Linked DNA regions of Mus musculus: region 2 is linked to region 1. A link is a contact called in public Hi-C data. All regions are on one chromosome and are shown on one strand. The core of a region is the stretch at or near the end of the contact, and the rest is flanking DNA. Distances in the headings are between cores, read along the strand shown. Region 1 has its middle 20 kb from the start of Rp2. Region 2 has its middle 14 kb from the start of Rgn.

Region 1 (3,431 bases), core at 696-3,195:
TCCCTTAAGAGTATGGCTTTAGGTATTTGTTAGCTCCAATTATTTTAACAATAAGGTGAAATTGTCTCAGAGTCCTGATTACATTATGGGGTCATAGACAGCTTGAATCTGATTCCTTGATTATGATTTTTATTTTGACTATTTTATTCTAACACAGATGCTGTAGGATCTTACTTAAACATGATACATAAATCTCTAAATTGTGTCTTTTAGAAGGACTTAATTTTTAAGTAATCTGTCTATAGCAAAATCTGTTATTGTGATGGGAGAAACCATCATAGTGGGGATTTTTTTTCTTTTATGTTGCAGAGGAAAGGCAATTTTCTATGCATTATGTCTAAGTTTCTACAAGACTGTTTTTGTTTTTGAGGCATGAGCACCCAACTGCCAGTAGTCAAGGAGATAGTATCATTACTGGAGTCTAGGAGCTGAAAACATCCAGATGTGTCCCATTATTAATTAATCTGTAGCACTATTTTTCCGTCTTATCTTCAAACACAGTCCCTTGCCACCCTGGTTATTAACAAGTAGCATAATTTATCCCTTAGAGGCCCTGGGGATGACATAATTCAGAACTACAAAACAAAGCAGAGAAGGATCATATATTTTACACCAGAACCTACTAAGAATGTTCATCAGGCATTTCTTGACAATGAACTATAATTTACAGTTTAACTTGTAACTTAGAGAACATGGAAACTGAGATGAGAATTATTGTTATTGAGTGTTTTTTTGGTTTGAGTTTTTTTGGTTTTGTTTTTGTTTGTTTGTTTTATTTTATTTTATTTGGTTGTGTTTCTTACAAAGCATACCTTCACTCTTCCACACTATATTCATTGTTCCTAATCCCTCGCCTTCCTGTTTCTCTCAAACACACTCCAGTCAGGCTATTGTCCCTACTTCTGTGTCAGAGCCCTTCCCATCTAAGTCCTTTAACAACCTCCGTTCAAACAAATCCTAGGATATTTAAGTCTATATAAAAGATTATTCCTTTGGCTTCTCTATTCTTCCTTTATCTCACTGATTTCTCATTAGTTTGGTTTTTTTTTTAACATTTTATCTTGGAATTAGCAACATAAATACTCCAGAGTGGATGTGTGTAGCCAACTTTACTCTTAGTTAGATGTCTACAATGAACATAATATATGATCAAAACCTGTTATTGCACACATTGTTGGGATTTCATGCAACCATCTTTTATGATATAGAAATGTGGCATGACCACAAAGAGATTTCTTTTGCCATCCCCTTATATTTGTGCTAGTTAGCTTTCCATCACTGTGACAAATCTCTGAGAGAAACAAAACCCCTTACAAGTCAGGGGGTTTGGGGGGGAGGGGGTGAGGGACTTTTGGGATAGCATTGGAAATGTAATTGAAGAAAATACGTAATAAAAAAAATAAATAAATAAATTTTTAAAAAAAGTCAGAGGGTTGGGGTGTGGCTATGAAGCCCTGGATTTAATTGCTAGCCCTGCAGGAAATACAACAAGAAGAAAGATTTAGTTTGATGAAAGACTTCATTCCAAAGTAGATGGATCTTCTGCTTGCTTTTAGCTTGAGGAAAGACAGAATTTGATGATAGTGAGCAGAAACATATGGCAGGGTCGGCTCTCTTCCTGGTAGTGATGAGCCAACTTGGCTCCATATTAAAATTAGAAGTCATCCTGTTACAAGGTCAAAATAAGTTTGCTTCTGTTTTCTGTAAAGCTTAGATTTATGGTTTTTGGAATTTGGACTGTCTGTACCTTGAGCCTTGGAATTCTTCTTGGTCCAGGACCCAAACTGTGCCTTGGGCTTCACACCTCTACCCTCATAAGATAAAATGTTCTGTCAAATAATTTTGAGATATTCTGACAAGTTTCTATGTAACTAAAACTCCTCTGGAAATCCCCAGCCCTTGGAAACCCCCTAGCCTTGCAGTTTTGAGGCTATAAAAACTCCACTTCTCCTATTTTGGGGACAGTCCTCTCAAATCCTGCATTTAGAGAGAGGCAGTCACCAGACCAGCTATATTGTGCACATATAAAAAAGTTTGCTAAGAATTTGACTAATTTTGGTAGTGGTCTTTACTCTTGTTTGGTAGAATTAACAGTAGCTAGGAAGCAGAGACAAGACAAGATTGGGGTCACATATATTTAAGAACATACTTCCAACAGCCCATCACCTCCACTCAGGCCTTCATTACCTTCCACAGTTCCACCACATACTGATAGTCTATTCAAAATTTGAATATATCATTGTACTAATCTATTGATGAAGACATAGTGTGGTGAATAGTTAGCTTTAACTTGGCACAATCTAGAATCACCTGGGAGGAGAATACCAGTGAAAGACTATCTAGATGAAGTTGGCTTGTAAGCATGTCTGTGGAGTATTATTTTGATTACCTTACTTGAGGTGTGGAGACAAGCCTACTGTAGGAGGCACCATTCCCTAAGCAGGAGATTCTTAACTGTGTAAGAATAAAGAATTCAAGCTCAGGACAATATTAAATCCTTCTTTTCTGCCTTTTGACTACCATGCAATGTAATCAACTGTCTCTAGCTCCTGCCACTGTTACTTCCCCAAAATGATGGTGTTTTCAATTGCTTCTTTACCTTGTTTTTGTTGTTGTTGTTTTTGTTTGTTTATTTGTTTTTTGAGACAGGGTCTCACTATGTAGCCCTGACTGGCCTGGAACTTGCTATATAGACCAGGCTGAACTCAAACTCATAGAGACAAGCCTGCCTTTGACTCCCAAGTGCTGGGATTAAGGGACCAAAATATGACACCTGACTCCTCCTTGTTTATTAAGACAAGGTCTTTCACTGAACCTTTAGCTTGAAGATTAAACTAATTGGTTGAGCAGAAAGCCCCCAGGATACACTTGTCTCTACCTCCCCAGCTCTGGAATTACTGGTATGTGTCATTATTCTTAGCTTTTCATATGAGTGCTAGGAATCTAGAGTCAGGTCCTTGTGCTTTTGTGGAAAACACTTCATTGACTAAGCCACCTCCCCAGCCCTAAAGTTTATTTTTATGGTTTGTGCCATTTCTTGAATTTTTGGTTTGTGGATGTTTAAGTTTTATCATAGATGCCCAAAACTATTAATTATTTTAAAATCTTTGTTTTTCCTCTGGTTCATTTTGGATATTTTTCTGTTGTCTATCTTTTGTAGACTGGCTCTTTTCTTTGTCTCCAATCTGGCATTGCACACATCTAGTGAGCTTTTAAATTTTTATTATTATTATTATTTTTTTTTTAATGTATGAGTGCTCTGCTACATGTACACCCGAATGCCAGAAGAGGGCATCAGATCCCTTATAGGAAGTCCTGAGCCACCACGTGGTTGCTGGGAATTGTACTAAGAACCTCTGGGCCTGAAAGTGGTAGCTTCCACATTAAATCCTAACACTTGGGAGGCAGAATTTCTGAGTTCGAGACCAGCC
Region 2 (3,875 bases), core at 502-3,001, 220 kb after region 1:
CTCTTCCGCCCTCTCTTCCTTCTCTTCCTTTTTTGAGATGAGGTTTCTCTCATGTAGCTCAGGTTGGTTTTGAGCTTGCTATGTAGGTGAACTGACCTTGAACTCCTGAGTCTCCTGCCTCCATTTCCCAAGTGCTAAGATTACAAATGTGTGCTACCATGCCTATCTTGGAAAGAATTTTTAAAGCAATATTGTTGGCACTATAATTAGCCTGATCATATTTAAAGTATACAAAGTTGTCATATATTCATATGTGTGTCATATATATTCATATCAACTACATAGACAAAATGAATCTGCACTATCCACAAATATTTATGGTGCCCACCTATCATTCTTTTCTTCTGCCCTTCAGCAGGCTTGTGCCCCATCCCCAGAATATAACTGATCTGCTTTCTCTCCCTTTCAATTTCAATTGACCTTAAAATTGGGTAGTGCCAGGCTGGAGATATAGCTCTGAACTACACTCTTCAGCCCATTTTAATATTTCTTCTCAGAATTTTCAAGATTGCCTTTTCAATATTTTTTGTAATAGCTGTTGTATAATTATATATCAGATCATTCCAAAACCTGCATGATCTTACTCTTGACATCTATTGGTAATCTTTTCCCCACTTAAGTTAGGCAATTCATTGTTTAATATAGTGAGTAATTTTTGGATTGTTTCCTGGGCATTTTGAATATTGCATGTGAGACTGGATCTTGTTAAAATCTTATGAGGAATGTTGATGTCTGTTTCTATAGAGAACCTATAGAGTCAGGTTGAAGCCACAAGTTCTTGCAGTCGTGGTTTCACTGTCAGTTGCAGTTTTCATAAGCTTTGCTCAGGTGTCCTGTGCATGTACCACCCAGCAGTTAGGCTGGAGTTGGATGGAGGTCCAGCTTTAACTCAGTTCTCCATCTGGTATGTATGTACATACAGGTCAGGAGCTGGGTTCAAGCCCAATCTGCAAAGGCCTCCTTACTGGGACTTTTGAGGGAATATGGTACATCAGAAGCCCAGACTTGCCTTCTCTACCTATGCCTACTCTTGTCTGCATATTTTTTGGTTTCTACTTGATTCTTTCTGATCTTTATTCTTCAATGAAGGAAATTCACATAGCAACAGAGTTATCACATGCAAAGATCATATGCAAAAGTTATCATATGCAAAGAGGGCAACATAACTTCATTGTGAAAACTCAAGAGATCAGGGATTGTCTAAGAAGCATAAACGAGACATCTATCCCCGTTACAGTTACCTAGCCTAAGCCACTCATTCTGCCCAGGAGGTAGGTCAAAGCATAGTGGAATGGCAGAGGAACTCTAGGGACTGTGGTGGAGTACTCTGAAAATCCTGAACAACAGACCTCAAGGAAAAGTGGCCAGTTTAGCCCAACTTCCCTCTCTAAAACTTCAAATCTGGAAACACAGTCTAGTGAGACAGAGATTATAATCATTTCCCCAGTGATGGAAGCCTCCACCCATGCATGACAAGCATTAATATCTGCACTATCTATGCCTTTCCTGGTCAGTCGTTGTTCCAGTTTGCTTTTCTGTTGCAAGAAAACACCCTGACCAAAGGCAACTTAGGAGAGGAAAGTATTTGATTCATCTTATACTTGCAGATCACAGCCCATCATGAAGGGAAGTCGGGGCAGGAAGTTGAAGGCTGGATTGCTTGCTGTTCCATTTAGCATTACCTCTAACCAGTGAGTGAACTCACAGTCAAGGATACAGCAGAAACCGTGAAGAAGCACTGCTTGATGACTCACTCTCAGACTCATGCTTAGCTAGCTTTTCTATATAGCCCCAGGGAAGTACGGCCCACATTGGACTGGGCCCTCCTTCACCAATTAACAATCAAGGCAATCTTCCCACAGACATGCCCATGGGCCAGTTTGATCTGGGCAACCCACAATTGAGACTCCCTTCTCAAGTGAGTTTAGACTGCATCAAGTTGACAGTTAAGGCAACGAGAACAGAGTCAGAGGGTTTTCTTAGTGGTTAAGAATTCTTGCTGCTGAAGCTTGAGAGATGGCTCAGCAGCTAAGAGCACTGCTCTTCTAGAGGTCCTAAGTTCAATCCCCAGCAACCACATGGTGGCTCACAACCATTTGTAATGGGATCCAATGCCCTCTTCTGGTATGTATGAAGACAGTTACAGTATACTCATATATAAATAAAATAAGTAAAATTTTAAAAATGCCTGCTGCTCTTGCAGAGGACCCAGGTTCAATTCCCAGTATCTGCAAGGTGGCATCTGTACAAGAATCTGTAACTCCAGTCTTGGGTATCTAATACCCTCTTCTGACCTCCATTGTCAGCACACACAGTGCATATATACACATGCAGCCAAAACCCTCATATACATAAAATAGATAAACCTAAAAGGAAAAAATATTTTTCAAAAATTCAGAGAACAATCTTGAGTATTATTCCTCAGGCACCATCCACATTCTTTACTTTTGTTTTAAGACATAGTCTTTTTTTTAGATTTATTTATTTATTTATTATATGTAAGTACACTGTAGCTGTCTTTAGACACTCCGGAAGAGAGCGTTAGATCTTGTTACAGATGTTTGTGAGCCACCATGTAGTTGCTGGGATTTGAACTCTGGACCTTCAGAAGAGCAGTCGGGTGCTCTTACCCACTGAGCCATCTCACCAGCCCAGACAGAGTCTTTTTTTAGAGATTGTTCTTTTAGAGGATCTGGGTTCAATTCCTAGCACCTACATGGTAGCTTACAATCCTCTGTAACTCCAGTCACAGGGATCCAATGACCTCTTCTGGCCTCCTCAAACACCAGGTATGCACATGGTGCAAAGGCATGCAGGCAAAACACCTGTACACATAAAAATAAACAAACAAAAGTAATGATTTTGTTTTAAAAGACAGGGTCTCTTGTTGACCTAGAACTTCCCAAGTAGGCTAGGTTGACTGGGCACCTGTCTCCAACTCCTCAATGCTGGGATTATAAACACCAGCATGTGTAGCTTTTTAAAGTGAGTTCCAATCAAATTCGGATCCTTATGCTTATAAGTCTAGCACTTTACTGAGCTATCTTCCCAGCACCTCAATCAGTCTCCTAAAACTGACATCTGGTTGACAGTCAATTAAAATCTCTGGCTAACCTGCATGCCCAGACTTAAAGTGAACTCCCAAATCATACCTTGTCAAACTACAAAGATGGTGTGGTGAATTTGACTTGCCAAAAGGCAATCTTAAAAAAGTTCCAGAGCTTCTCTGCACCTTCTTGGGTAGGCATACCAAAAATGCATAGTCCTGAATACATTACACGAGTTATATCTCAGAGAACTCCCTTGACAAATGGTAGGTAACTTCTACACAAAACCCGCTCATGATAACAACAACAAATCCCAGCTCAGTGTTCCTCTCCTGTAACACAGCTACAACGGGTGCAGACATGCACATGTACCCAGATCTGTATCACCCCCTTGAGAGATAAGGGATGTGAAAAACCAACCTGAACTTGCTGCCAATAGTCTGGCTATTGCCTTTGCTGTGAATGGTAATGTCTGTTATTCCTTTTTGTTTATTTTAAAAGATATATTTTTAATTATGTGGGGGCAACATGTGCATGTGTGTGTGGGTGCCTGTGGAAACCAGAAGGCACTGGCTCGGGAGCTAGAGTTACAGGTAGTTGTGAGCCACCTGATGTGAGTGCTGGGGACCAAACTCAGGTCCTCTGCAAGAGCAACAAACGCTATTAGCCACTGAATCATTTCTCCAGCCCCTAACATCCTTTCTTCCCCATCAGAGTCTCATGCCTCCATTTGTATCAATGAAACAGGACAGCTTGTTCATAAAGTTTCAGAATCTTTTAAAGTTCTCAGTATGGACATTGACCTTCATCTGTCAGACATTGATTGAG

Evidence for each region. A called contact is a pair of places that touch in the nucleus more often than the background predicts.
Region 2: a contact with region 1 is called in a Hi-C map of bone marrow-derived macrophages, with 1.9 times the contacts expected there. The contact joins two enhancer-like sites. A contact is called at or near these places in 1 of 15 datasets of contacts at CTCF or cohesin (pro-B cells), 37 of 484 Hi-C or Micro-C datasets (the G1E-ER4 cell line, the HPC-7 cell line, Th1 cells and 14 more), 4 of 115 datasets of contacts at active chromatin or transcription factors (differentiating embryonic stem cells, embryonic stem cells and epiblast stem cells) and 2 of 9 other capture datasets (adipose tissue and liver).

Annotation. Positions count from the first base shown.
Region 1 is chrX:20,343,251-20,346,681 of GRCm38.p6, forward strand. No RefSeq gene overlaps it. Among named protein-coding and RNA genes, the nearest start is that of Rp2, 20 kb to the right of the region's middle. Within about 2 kb of position 1,946, at least 10 of the 459 cell types and tissues checked have an H3K27ac peak or open chromatin away from gene starts, as enhancers often do. A contact at or near this core is called in bone marrow-derived macrophages, where this site is marked.
Region 2 is chrX:20,562,375-20,566,249 of GRCm38.p6, forward strand. No RefSeq gene overlaps it. Among named protein-coding and RNA genes, the nearest start is that of Rgn, 14 kb to the left of the region's middle. Within about 2 kb of position 1,752, at least 4 of the 459 cell types and tissues checked have an H3K27ac peak or open chromatin away from gene starts, as enhancers often do. A contact at or near this core is called in bone marrow-derived macrophages, where this site is marked.